Linked DNA regions of Zea mays: region 1 is linked to region 2. Evidence: chromatin contacts called from public Hi-C data. All regions are on one chromosome and are shown on one strand. Each heading gives the region's core, a stretch centred on a gene start, on an enhancer-like site or on the middle of the called end of the contact. The rest is flanking DNA. Distances are from core to core; before and after follow the strand shown. Region 1 holds the start of LOC100284029. Region 2 overlaps LOC100281116 (ATP-dependent Clp protease ATP-binding subunit clpX).

What was found. Hi-C and Micro-C count contacts between places; a contact is called where the count stands out from the background.
Region 1: a contact with region 2 is called in a Hi-C map of ear, with 2.0 times the contacts expected there. The contact joins the promoter of LOC100284029 here to the enhancer-like site in region 2. A contact is called at or near these places in 2 of 25 Hi-C or Micro-C datasets (ear and tassel).

The regions. Positions count from the first base shown.
Region 1 is chr5:133,618,982-133,625,465 of Zm-B73-REFERENCE-NAM-5.0, forward strand. LOC100284029 reads left to right here and starts at 2,444. Exons shown (of 6, transcript NM_001156927.1): 1 at 2,444-2,776; 2 at 3,429-3,598; 3 at 5,836-6,024. The coding sequence starts at 2,635.
Region 2 is chr5:133,029,894-133,036,565 of Zm-B73-REFERENCE-NAM-5.0, forward strand. It overlaps LOC100281116 (ATP-dependent Clp protease ATP-binding subunit clpX), which reads right to left. Exons shown (of 15, transcript NM_001154035.1): 14 at 5,767-5,925; 15 at 3,866-4,141. The coding sequence ends at 4,067. Among protein-coding and RNA genes, the nearest start is that of LOC100281116, 14 kb to the right of the region's middle. Within about 2 kb of position 3,603, at least 6 of the 20 cell types and tissues checked have an H3K27ac peak or open chromatin away from gene starts, as enhancers often do. A contact at or near this core is called in ear, where this site is marked.

The sequences.
Region 1 (6,484 bases), core at 1,194-3,693, 590 kb after region 2:
TGCTGGCGGTGCTGAAGATGAAGCTCCAGCTGCAAAGGCTTGTGATTTTGACAACGGGGTGGGTGTCGCCAAAATCTCCTTTGAGCTGTCCTCTAGAATCACTCCATTCTCCACATGAAGGTGGTGAAGATCCACAGGGACTTCCTCTACTACCACTGGGTAGACAGGAGCCTGCCATGGCGGAGGGATATAGTTGGTGTTCACACGGGTGGTCTGGATAGTACACACCATCTACAAGAGAAAATGTCACCTTAGTTGAGTTTTAAAGAGACAAGATTAATAAAATATATTTGTAAGAGCAAAATAAGCATATTTTGAATAGACTGGGCTTTCCATTTCTAACTAGTCTAACGACCTAGATTCACCATAGCTTTAATACCACTTCTGCCACACCCAGTTTTTGGGGCAAAATCGAATGCATAGAATATGTGTGCCAGGATCCATTTTCCACACATATGTTGACGTCACAAGTGTAATATATGAAAAGACAATGCAATAAAGGCGTAAAGAGAATAGAGTTAATTTATTACATATTCCAGACATAAGTGTCTTAAATAGTATCATCATCAAAGTACAACGGATAAAACATGGACGCTCTTCCACAGGAAGATGACTGGCGCATCGTTAGACTTAGTACTCATCAACATCATCTGCAAAGTCTTCTTCTTCATCCTCTGTTTAAAATATTAGCAAGGGTTGAGCTCACTTATGGTCGGGGCTCAGCAAGTGGGAGGAATAATGCAAGTTTAATAAGGTAGGCTATGGATAAGCGGTAAGCATTTTAGTTGGTCAATATTTTATTAACAACGCTTGACTTACTAGTTGTAAGTGTATCCCAAAATTTCTAATTAAACATAAGTACAAAATTAAATCTCAAAAACACTTAAGTGAAACCACTTAAGCAAACTATTTATAAATCATAGGATCACGATTTATTTTCCATCTTTAAGTTTAATTATCACGTGAGGGTCCAGGTTGCTCTTAACTGTGAGCACGGTTGACATATCATTTTTACACTCTGCAAAGGTGGTACAACTTTACCCACAAGCCATGTATCCCATCTAGCTTAGGTTGTACGGACCCATAAACACTGCCAAGGTGAATGACTAGGGATCCATTACGAGGCTTTCACAAAATATCCTTAGTACAAAGCCAACCGCTAAGGTTTCCACGTCAGTATTGATGACCCTCTAGGCGAGGTAACTTAGCCAAGACTACCACCCTATGTTAACATAAGCTTCCACCACACCACTGCCGCCCCTTCTTGCCCATCTTTCAGGTAGGGTTGCTAAGCACTAAGTCTATAGAGCTATATATTGCCAAAGCCAGAGCCATTATAGCACTCGTGGTTGCACTGTTATCCTGGGTGGTCACTCTATGTGCCATTTAATACGAAATGATCTTGTTTAACCATCGGGTTAATTTCATAATACAAACTTCATTTCTGGAACATTAGTATCATTAATGAGTGACATCATAATTATCAAGTTGAGCGGTAGCACAAATTGCTAAGCATAATATTTATCCCAGGGTAATCCAGGAATAGGGTTGGTATTTATAGGAAACCCTATTTAGACAAATCCCATCAAATTATGCAAATATTCGAAAAGTAAATATTATTATATGCATTATTGGGTACAAACAGAAATGCAGAGGGAGAATCCACTTGCCTTGCTCGAACGTGTCCTGCGGGTTGTCTTAGAACGTGTTTGGATCTTCTACCACACAGTCAGCTTCTAATATAGATTCACATATCGTACATACAAAAAAAACATACACCACATAAATAAACATACACCATTACATGTGTACCATTCACCATTACATGAACAATCATATACCACACCAACTATACCTTCGTCCAGTGTCTCCCATCCTTCTTCTATTAGGGTGTGGGTTCAAACCCCACCTCCTACACTGTTTTTAACATTTTACGCTGATTTAACCAAATAGCCCGACGAGCTGGTCCGACATGGTCAGCAGGGCGGTGTGCTGTGCCTGCAGCGTCGGGCCTAGCGGGCCCGTGTCGGGTCGTCGTTTTCGTTTAGTCGTCTATATGCAGAGGTGTGGTTTGGGACGTGGAGGTTGACTGCGCAGAGGGGACCGACATGTTAATTTTAAATAGATGTGAGGGGTTATTTGTAAAAACATGACGCGGAACGACCGTTGAAACTGATAATTTAAGTATAGATATATATTATATGCTAAACAACATCATCATAAAAATTAATAATAATTATGAATTTTTTAAATAAGATGAGTTGATTATATTTATGGTAAAAAAGTTAAATGAATTATAAATTAGAACCGATAGAGTTAAAAAAATTAAATTTGGATCATATTCCACATTTCCTGTGTGACTAGTCCTCGTGTTCAACCTAAGATTGACCGACTGAGGTAAGCGCTGATGGAATTAGATACCAAACCTAGACTATAGTGACGTAAGTAGGTAGATGATGCCGCTAACAGTAACACAGAGCAAAAGACTCCAATTTTCCCACGGCTACTGAATCACGGATGCTTAAATCTCCCCAATCCGTATCTCTGTTTCCCTCACAGCGCGGCTGCCTGTAACCACTCCAGGTCTCCAGCGAAGCAGGCTCAGGCGCAACGCAACAACACAAGGCGGCGGTTATGGCCTCTGCTGCTGCGACGGCTACGATGGGGACGGGGAAGGTGGTTTGCGTCACCGGCGCATCAGGGTACATCGCGTCCTGGATTGTCAGGCTCCTACTCGACCGCGGCTACACCGTCCGCGCCACCGTGCGAGACACCGGTGCGCATCCCGGCCCGTCCTCCCCAGTCCCCTTGTCTTCCCTTTTCCACTGTTTCCTTGTGGTAGCTAGCAGAATCGCTATGATGTTTTGTGAGATTGGTTAGGTTAGACTGGGAATTGATTAGTTGGCACGGGACTGGATATCCTACCTTGGTAAATTTGGGATGGCAGATTTGGTACTATTTTGCTTATGGATCCACTTGCCGGAGGCACCCGAAATCTTTGATTGCATCTGTAGACTGAAAAATGCTGCTACCGATCAACTTGTTTGGTCAGTTTCTTAAGGATTACTTTGTATCCCCATACATATCGGTACACCAAATTCCAAAAGGGAGAGAATAAGCCCCTCTCTGGAGAAAAAAAGAACAGGAACTCTATGTCCAATGTAACCCTCGGGAACAAAAGAGTGTCATGAATATCGGCTGAAACATATGGCTCAAGTGTCCAACCTCATCTTCACTCTCTTCAGTTTTATGTGTACTTCTTACTTCCCTTCCAAGTGGCTACGTATAAACGAATTTTACCGGACTCTGCAGTTCTCTATGTTGCGCTACCAAACTATTATTTTTTACTATTTTCGCACTCTCTGTTCTTCATTTCACATACGCAATATTACCTTTGGCATACAGTCATTGTTGTCTTCACTTTTCAGCTGACCCAAAGAAAACATTGCACCTGACTGCGTTGGATGGTGCTAAGGATAGGCTGCACTTATTTAAAGCTAGCCTGCTAGAAGAGGGTTCTTTCGATGCTGCAGTTCATGGATGCGACACTGTATTTCATACTGCCTCTCCCTTTTATCACAATGTCAAGGATGCTAAGGTTTGTTTAATGAAAACTTCATGGAAAGAAGAGTTCCCGTCTGCTGCTAGATTTATCATACATTTACAATTTTTATCAGCTTCAAGGTGCATGGTGTCGAAGCCATGTGTGTTGAGCTTCTGTACTTGCCATGAATTTATTGTTGTTATTTTGCACCTAGTAACTTACGTGCCCTTCAGGGTCTTGCTACTCTTGCATTGAGCCAATCCCTTGGCTTATTTGTTGGGGGCATTGTACTTCAGTGTGTACTTTTATTGGTATTCCTTATTGGATAGGGTCACTTTCTAATTCAAAAATTAATCTAAGTGATTAGTCCATGACCATCACGTCAATACCTAGACCAACTTGTTTATGCTATATTATGTTTGTAAGCCCTACTTTTTGTTCTGAAAGCCAAAATTCCAACTATTGATTTACTCCTGTCTCAAAGTAAGTGTCACTCTCACTTCCTGAGACTCAAACGTCTTTAATAAATATTAATATTTATAGTACGTAATTATTATCATTAGATAGATTGTTTAAATCTCTACTATACTTAAAGCACCAGTTTCAACGGTCATCTTTTTACAAAAAAGTCCTACATTTCTTCCAAATCAACTCAACGTAAAATGTTAAAAATCGGTGCAGGAGGTGTGTTATGTTAAAAATCGGTGCAAGTGTTGGGATTTGAACCCACACCCTGATGAAAGAAGGGTGTATCTGGCGGGCTCGGTGAGATTCGGGGGAGGAAGTACCGGGATCGAGACGTTGAGGCGGCGCTCCGGCGGCGACTAGGGCGCCGAGGTGGCGGGGGCAGGCTCAGAGGCAGCAGTCGGGTGCGACATAGGAGAAGGCGACACGAGCGACGGTTAAAATGAGCAAAAGAGAAGCAGACGAGCGAGAAGAGGAGGTCGGTGCGTCTGCGTGTGCCGGCTTCGTCGTATGTCGCAGTCGCCTCCTGAATTCCACAGTCGCCCAAACAGATTTCCTTTTCAAATTCCTAAAATCGTTTTAAATCAAATTACACCTTCCATCTCAAATTATATACGGTTTTAGTTTTCTAATATTTTTTATTATATACCCTATATACAAGATATTCAAATATATAATCTCTACTATACTTAAAGCACCAGTGGCTATTATACGTCCATGAGGACGTTTCACATCATGTGTGCACCATCGTTTTCGCCGTCGTCGGACGTCCTGTTCGTCTTCCTGGCCTTCGCCCTGTTCTTCCTCCCCAACCTGTTGCCCCCGCCCACGGTCGTAGCCGCGAGCCGACCGACGCTCGTCGACGAAGGTACGGGACGAGTCAGTCATGCTCCTGGCCTTTCTCCGTGCGTGCCGTCGAGGAGGACATGGTGGCGCCTGCCACGCTTAGGTTATCTTGGCGATGAGGAGTCCAGGTCTGAGATATTGGACAACCAAGGATTGTAGCGTGGCAGCAGTCCGCATATGCTACGGAGTTGGTGATGGTGTTGTGTCGTTTCGGTGGGTCCAGGGCTGGGAAGACACTCGCATTCTCTAGCCCTTCTCGGATTGACGCCTGGTGCGTGTGTCTCTCGGTTTGGAGCTGCTCCAGCTGGGTTTCTTTCTTCGCTTGCGTGCTCTCTCCCTATATATCTAGCGGTATACTACCTATGTCGCCTCCAGATACCCAGATCTTCGTCCTGTCCTTCTCCGGCAACGAACAGGTATGTCCGTCTTTTCCCTTCCCCTCAAACCTTAGAAGTGGGGGAGACGAGGGATGAGAGTCTCTGATTTGCTACCCGTGCGTTCATAAAAATATTATGCGAAGAGCGAAGACAATCAATAAAAAACCTTGATATCTTTTTGGTGGATAATTTACGTGGATATTGTTGTGAGCCGTCGCAACGCACAGGTAACCGACTAGTATATATTTATAATAAACTTATTTGGAGATACAAATGTTAATATTTTGTACAAACCTAACCAAACTTTTTAAAAAGTTTGACCGGCACGAATACCATAGTGACACTTATTTTAGGATGGAGGGAGTAAGTAAAGTCACAATGATTCTAAACAGAGGATTGTTAAATCACAAATCAGGATTTACAGCTTTTGAACAGATAATGTTATTACAATAACAATTGACATATGTCAACATCACCTATCTACTGATTTCACCTTATTGGAGTTGGACCCACGTATTACGTTGAACTTTGCGAGAAATTACGAATTTTACTAGTTATATAAGGAGTTATATGTTTCATTATTTTATTTGTATCTCTTTTCAGGCAGAGTTACTTGACCCAGCAGTTAAGGGAACACTCAATGTTCTCGGTTCATGCAAGAAAGCTTCTATTAAAAAGGTGGTTGTAACATCATCTATGGCTGCTGTAGCCTACAACAGGAGGCCAAGGACTCCTGAGGTCACAGTTGACGAGACATGGTTTTCTGATCCACAAATTTGTGAAACAAATCAGGTATTTTTTCCTCCTTCCTACCATCCTCATATAGCTGTTGTTTTATTGGTAATATTTTGGTCCTTCAGCACATATGGCGGAGTAGCAACTATTATGATACATTTTGCTAATTCTGGTTCATCAGTATGTCCAATTATCTGAAATCTGTAAGCTTCAATGCCCTTGTTTGCTTTCATATTAACTTATCCTTTCATTTAAAATATGTTTACCTTGTTCATTCAAAATAATAGCTTTAAATGGTCTTGTATTGTTTATTCTAGTTATGTAGCCCATAGGCATCTTGTAGCTTTTAGCAGAGTCCGGTACACCATGAAGTAATTGCATCATTTTGTCTCATATGATAAAAGGCTGATGGCTTTATTGTTTTATGGTTGTTACTTCTCTTAGTTTCAGCATTTTATTCGCTTTGAAGCCAACAAAGTGCATTATGCATGCACCATTTAGGTTAGCTTAAAATTCA
Region 2 (6,672 bases), core at 2,353-4,852:
ATGTTAAATTAATTTTTAATTTCGACACTCGATTTACTATATTTTAATTTTTAAGTGGCAATGAATCATGCATGCATGTTGGTGGGACGGTTGTCTAGTTTAGACCGGTGTAGGGGGTCAGGGCGGTCTATCACCCTAGATGATGGATAGCGCTTCCATGTGTTTATATATATAGGGCTACACTATTTTGTCACCTAGGTGAAGCTTTACTCGAACCAGCCCCGCCCCGACCTAGCCCCACGCGCCCACCGACCCACTAGCGGGCCCCTCTGCCCCATGTACCTGATCGCCCTAAGACCCGCACGCTGTGGATTCACGGTCCGCTCCCCCCACCCCCGCGCGCCTAATCCAGTTCGTCGATTATTTGGATTTTGTGGGTAAGTTCAATAGAATGAGATTCATTGACAAAATTACTGAAATTCTAATAAATTACTAAATGACTAAGTAATGACTGAATAATTGTTGTTTCTTTTTTAGTACTGAAGTGATAATTATTGACAGTTATGTTTAACAATTATTATGCTTGTGTTGCGTTTTTACTGAAAATGATGTCATTTTGACATCATCTGTGATTAAGATGCCTTAGTAGTTATTGAATGTTTCAAAAAATTATTGAATACAATTATTCAGGTTCCATGAGTGATTTAAATAGAATGAGATTTATTGATAAAGTTACTGAAGTTTTAATAAATAACACAACAACAACAACAAAGCCTTTTTGTCGCAAGCACGTTGGGGTAGGCTAGAGATAAAACTCCATATGAAAACCTCAGAGCTCAACCCCCAAAGAAAAGAAAAGGGAGACAAAGGCAAAGGAGAATCGAAAAACGACGAAACGGGGAAACACATAAAAAGAGATAAACCCCACAAGAACCAGCAAGATTTAAAGAGGCACAAGAAAAGGTCAAACGATTAAGGAGGAAAAGAGAAACTACAAATCAGGGTTCTGGCACGTGAATTGCACACTTCCACCCCTTCCTATCCACGGCGAGCTCTTTATCAATATTCCACACCTTCAGGTCTCTCTTCACAGCCTCTGTCCACGTCAAGGTTGGTCGACCTCTACCTCTCTTCACATTCTCGGGACGCCTAATTATTCTGATATGCACTGGTGCCTCTTCAGGTCTTCGTTGGATATGTCCAAACCATCTCAAACGATGTTGCATAAGCTTCTCCTCAATCGGCGCCACTCCTACTCTCTCTCGTATATCATCATTCCGGACTCGATCTCTCCTTGTGTGGCCACATATCCAGCGCAACATACGCATCTCTGCCACACTTAGTTGTTGGACATGTCGTCTTTTAGTGGGCCAACATTCTGCTCCATAAAACATAGCCGGCCGGATTGTTGTCCTGTAGAATTTGTCTTTTAGTTTGTGTGGCACCCGGGGGTCGCATAAGACACCCGCAGCTTGTCTCCACTTCAACCATTCAGCTTTAATTCTATGACTGACATCCTCATCGATGTCTCCCTCCTGAAGCATTGATCCTAAGTAACGAAAAGTGTCTTTCTTGGGTACCACTTGCCCATCAAGACTAACATCGGCATCCTCATACCCCATGGCACTGAAATCACACTTCATATACTTTGTTTTAGACCTACTAAGCCTAAAACCTTTTGCTTCCAGCGTCTGCCTCCACAATTCCAACTTTTGCGAAACACCACTCCTACTCTCCTCAATAAGTACCACATCATCAGCAAAAAGCATACACCATGGTATATCTCCTTGTATGTCCCTTGTGACCTCATCTATCACCAAAGCGAAAAGATAAGGGCTCAAAGCTAACCCTTGATGTAGTCCTATGTTAATTGGAAAGTCATCGGTGTCTCCATCACTTGTTCGGACACTTGTCACAACATTAGTGTACATATATTTAATAAGATTAATGTACTTTGTTGATACTTTGTGTTTTTCTAAGGCCCACCACATTACACTCCTAGGTACTTTGTCATAAGCCTTCTCCAAGTCTATGAAGACCATATGCAGGTCTTTCTTTTGTTCTCTAAATCTCTCCATAAGTTGCCTTAGTAAGAAAATGGCCTCCATAGTTTAAGCTTCCACCACTTTGTTCTAGTGACCTTGTTATGCTTATTCCGTTGTAAACGAATCTTAAAACGGAAGTCAGCTACGACAAGCTTATGTTGGGTTACCACACACTCTACAGGTATAACCTTGCAATCTAAGCAGGCATGCCTGTCCTCTTTTCTCAAGAGGACGAAATCAATCTGGCTAGTGTGTTGGCCACTACTGAAGGTCACTAGGTGGGATTTCCTCTTCCTAAAGAAAGTGTTTGCTATAAACATGTCATAGGCTAGGGCAAAGTTCAGGATTTCCTCTCCTTCTTGATTCCTAGTCCCAAAGCCGAAGCCTCCATGCACACCCTCGAAACTGGTGCTAGATGTACCCACATGGCCATTGAGATCTCCTCCTATGAAGAGCTTCTCGCCAACTGGCACACTACTAACCATGTCCTCCAGGCCTTCCCAGAACTCCCTCTTTGAGTTCTCATTAAGGCCTACTTGAGGAGCATATGCGCTGATAACATTGAGAACCAAGTCCCCAGTGACCAGTTTGACTAGGATGATTCTATCTCCTAGCCTCTTAACATCTACTACCCCATCTTTAAGGCTCTTGTCGATCAAGACGCCTACTCCATTCTTGTTTGCTGCAGTCCTCGTGTACCACAACTTGAAGCCTATACCTTCCACTTCCTTCGCCTTCTGTCATTTTCACTTGGTCTCTTGTACGCATAAAATATTTACCCGTCTCCTCACCGCAACGTCGTGTTAAGGAACCTACGTTCCAACTACCTACACGGACCCTAGTTGGCTCGACTAGCTTCCTTACCCTTCGCACCCGCCGAGGAAGATGCAAAGACCCTTGCTCATTTTCCACTACACCCGGGCGCCGATGTAGCGCGCCACTAAGGATGCGACGACCCGATCCTTGCTCACTTATCATCGGCTCCAGATCAAGAGACGGCGCATCACTTAAGGGGTGACGGCCCGGCCCTTGCTTATTTAATACCATACCCGAGTTCCGATATGGCGCGTCGCTAAGAGGGTTACGCCCCAACGATTTTCCTTGTGGTTTCATCTCCATAAGATTTGGCTGGTTTTTACGTTGGTTTGCCGGACCTAACAACCCTCCTTTACCGGGCTTGGGACCGGCTATGTTGAAACGACTCAAGGAAGTCTTCCAATCAACATAGACGGAGTTAAATAATGGAGTTTTAATAAATAATTAATTAATTAATGATTGAATAGGTGTTTCTTTCTTCACTGCGGAAGTGATAATTACTGACAATTCTGTTTAACAATTACTTGTCCTTTTACCGGAAATGTTATCACTCATCCAAGATGCCTTGTTAGTTACTGAACATTTCCAGAAATGATTAAATAATTATTTAACATTTCTAGAAAATCTATATCTATATTGCTGGGGTCCATGGAGCCAATACAATGTGCACACATTACAGACATGTTACTAGGCGCACGGCCTCGATAGTGGATTGCAAATCCAGAAGGGTTTAATGTACTGACTGACTGGTTCAGTTGGTGGAACGTTTAGCTCAGTCTAGGTGAAACTTCACCCTAGATGACGTGTGCGCACGTACAAATCTTTTTTTTTTTTTGTCATCACGCTGTTACAGTGCGTCACGAGAGAAATTGACTGGCAGGCAGTTCGCATACGCGCCAACCATTGGGGGAAAAAATACGCAGGTCAGAAAAAAAAACCTGAAACGAAACCATACGGAACAACATTGCAGGCTTCAAAAAAAAGATCTGGCTACTAGCATACCTATCCATCGCGTGAAAGATGAAACGGAAATCAGAGTTGGATGGTTCCCTGATTTGCCCAAAGACGCAAAGCGATCCTCTTTACTTTCCTTATGTAAATACTGCAAGATCAAGCTTCAGTCCCCCGAAATTCAACATGACAAATTACAACCCAGCGCCGGTCACATGATGAATTTATATGGCCCGACTTTACATTTGAATTGGTTACAGTTACAAGGCAGACAATAAGTTATTTATATACATAATTATTGTTGCCAGGAACCTCTACATGCTGGCCACTCTAGAGGGGGCTTCCGTATCGATCTCTGATTCCCCGTTTGGTCTCTCCTGGAGTTGGCCCTGCAAAAAGAGAGCAGCGTAAGATTGCAAAACAACGTACCAGAACCTCAAAAAATCATCAATGTAAAGTGGATCTCTGCCCATAAATAAAATACTACCTCCGTTATCGAATATTTGTTATCGACTAGTTCATTTTTTAACTAAAACGTGACAAATAAAAAAGAACCGAGTACCAGTTATAATTATCCTTGATCCACCCGTTAATCACCTCCACCATGGACACACCAACGTATGCAGCCAAACATGTAGCATCCTAAAAACATACGCGCCGGATCATCTCTCAGCCATTCTCTCAATCAACCAAATCCAACGGCCATCCTTCAATGTATGTGCTAACTTCTTACAAAAATCACCACGTCACTGGTTGTGAAGGTAATCGTTCGGTTTTTTTTCCCTCTTCCTTTCCCAACACGAAAGACACGCCAAATCTTATAATGTTAACTGTATCTAATTTCTTACACCTTAACTTATCCTTTTTACCATTATCCGGATTATACCCAGCATTTCTTTGGTCTGCATTTGGTACTTAATTACTTGTTATATGGTGCAAATTAGCTCATCAATTGCTGTGAGATCTAATTTCTTACTAACGAATATCTTTTCTTACAAAATATGAAAGTAGCAAATTCCATATAATACATGGGTGCAAGTATGTGAGTTGTCGTTATCTTCCAAAAAATAAGTTGTAAGTGGATTATAAATCTTTTTTCTTTTAACTTTCAGAAAGCCTGAAAGTCAAGCTCATCACATTTATAATCTTTTTCTTTCAACTTTCAGAAAGCCTGAAAGTCAAGCTCATCACATTTATAATATTTTTCTTTTATGTGCTCCTAGGCCTAGTTGGTTTACATTAGAAGCTAGGTTCTGTAAGTTTTTCATTTGTGAAATTTTAAGTAACATTAAGTGCAAAATGTGTGTGCCTGATCATCTGTCTCTGTTATGATCCTATTTTGCAGGAATTATTCGGAAGACACGGGCAGTCATGGAGTGTTTGCACCAGTTTTGTAGGGACTGTACAGATAAATCAATGTAGCTTGGGTATGGTGCCATATGTTATTTGTCTAAAAACTAATATGCCTTGTGCCAGTGTCATTTCTTAAAAAATGGAGTCAGGAGTCCTAACCTGGTCGTATTAGCAAAACACTGAACTTTCAGTGCTCAGTTCAGTGTTATGGAAACAGCTTTGGCAAAGAACAATTAGTTAAGTACTTCAAATTTGATAGAATTAACTTTGGATTTAATGTGGCCCATAACATTAGCACAGGCAACATACTAGTTTATGTTATCAAGTGCCTGGTCACTTCACTAATTGGTCAGGCACATTGACCATTTTGTACATTTGCACGTATCAATGCACAATCCCACCACTATGCATAAAATTTCATGAGTAATGAACATAGACTTGGGTATTTCTTAATATTAAGTGGTTGTGAAAATACCCTGCTTGAAAAAACCATGCCTCATACCATCATAAAAACTAACAATGACATGAACATATCTCTTAACTGCTCTGTAAAACACTTAATGTCAACCAGCCAATAGGTAAGCTGACCAGCCCGTCGTTTTGATTTAACTAGACAATGCAACCAATTTTATGTGAAAATTAAAATGAAAATGGTATGTACCGTTGATTCTTTATTGTTGTGATTGGCCAGATAGACATCCAAAGCTTTTTCTCCGCAAAGAATCTTAGCTCCAATTCCATGCTGATTTACAGATCCAACAGACTCCTCGTCAACAACCACAGCATCTATTTTATCTTTTCCAGTTCGTGTCTCTGGAATCTGTTAGAAAATTTTAATTCAGAACAGTGGAAAAATGACTCACGGAATAATGTAACAAAACACATTCTAAGCTAACTGAACATCACAATGATACATATCATCCACCAAGAATATTCAAGATAGCTAACATCAATTTTCCTTAAACAATAAAAAATGTAGTGACAATTTGATGGTTTTTAGTTCACTACAACGGCCTAGGCCTAATTGGATTGCTGCAATTTGATCCAAATCCTTAGGTTCAGTTCATACTTGAAAAGATCCTAGGGTATCCAGACCTAAAAATGTATAGCTTCAAGAAACATGAAGAGACATACCAACAATGAAATTTAAGTTGCCATGGTAAGGCTATCTCCAACAGCATACTTATCCGCATCTCTCATTTCAAACTCCACTATATAAATAGTACTCTCTAAAGTGTAAAACAGTGTTTTTCACGGCCACATACACGATCTGCTGGACATAGCCTAACATTAATGGCTACACACATTGGTTAGCTTTAGGATCATTTTCTTGAGAGGGACTTAGGTTTGTTTTAATTAAGGATTTGTATGATCCAATAAGCATAGTTAGAACAAGTACATCGCTTACTGAAAAGAAATTAGTCACACTTCAAGAAGCAGATTAGCCAAGTCCGGAACTCTTATGGAGATTTGTCGGGAAGTTCCGAAGATCTACGAAACCAGCACCAAATCTCAACAAAAAAAATAGATCGCTGAATTACCACACTTACGATTGATAGACCCCCTT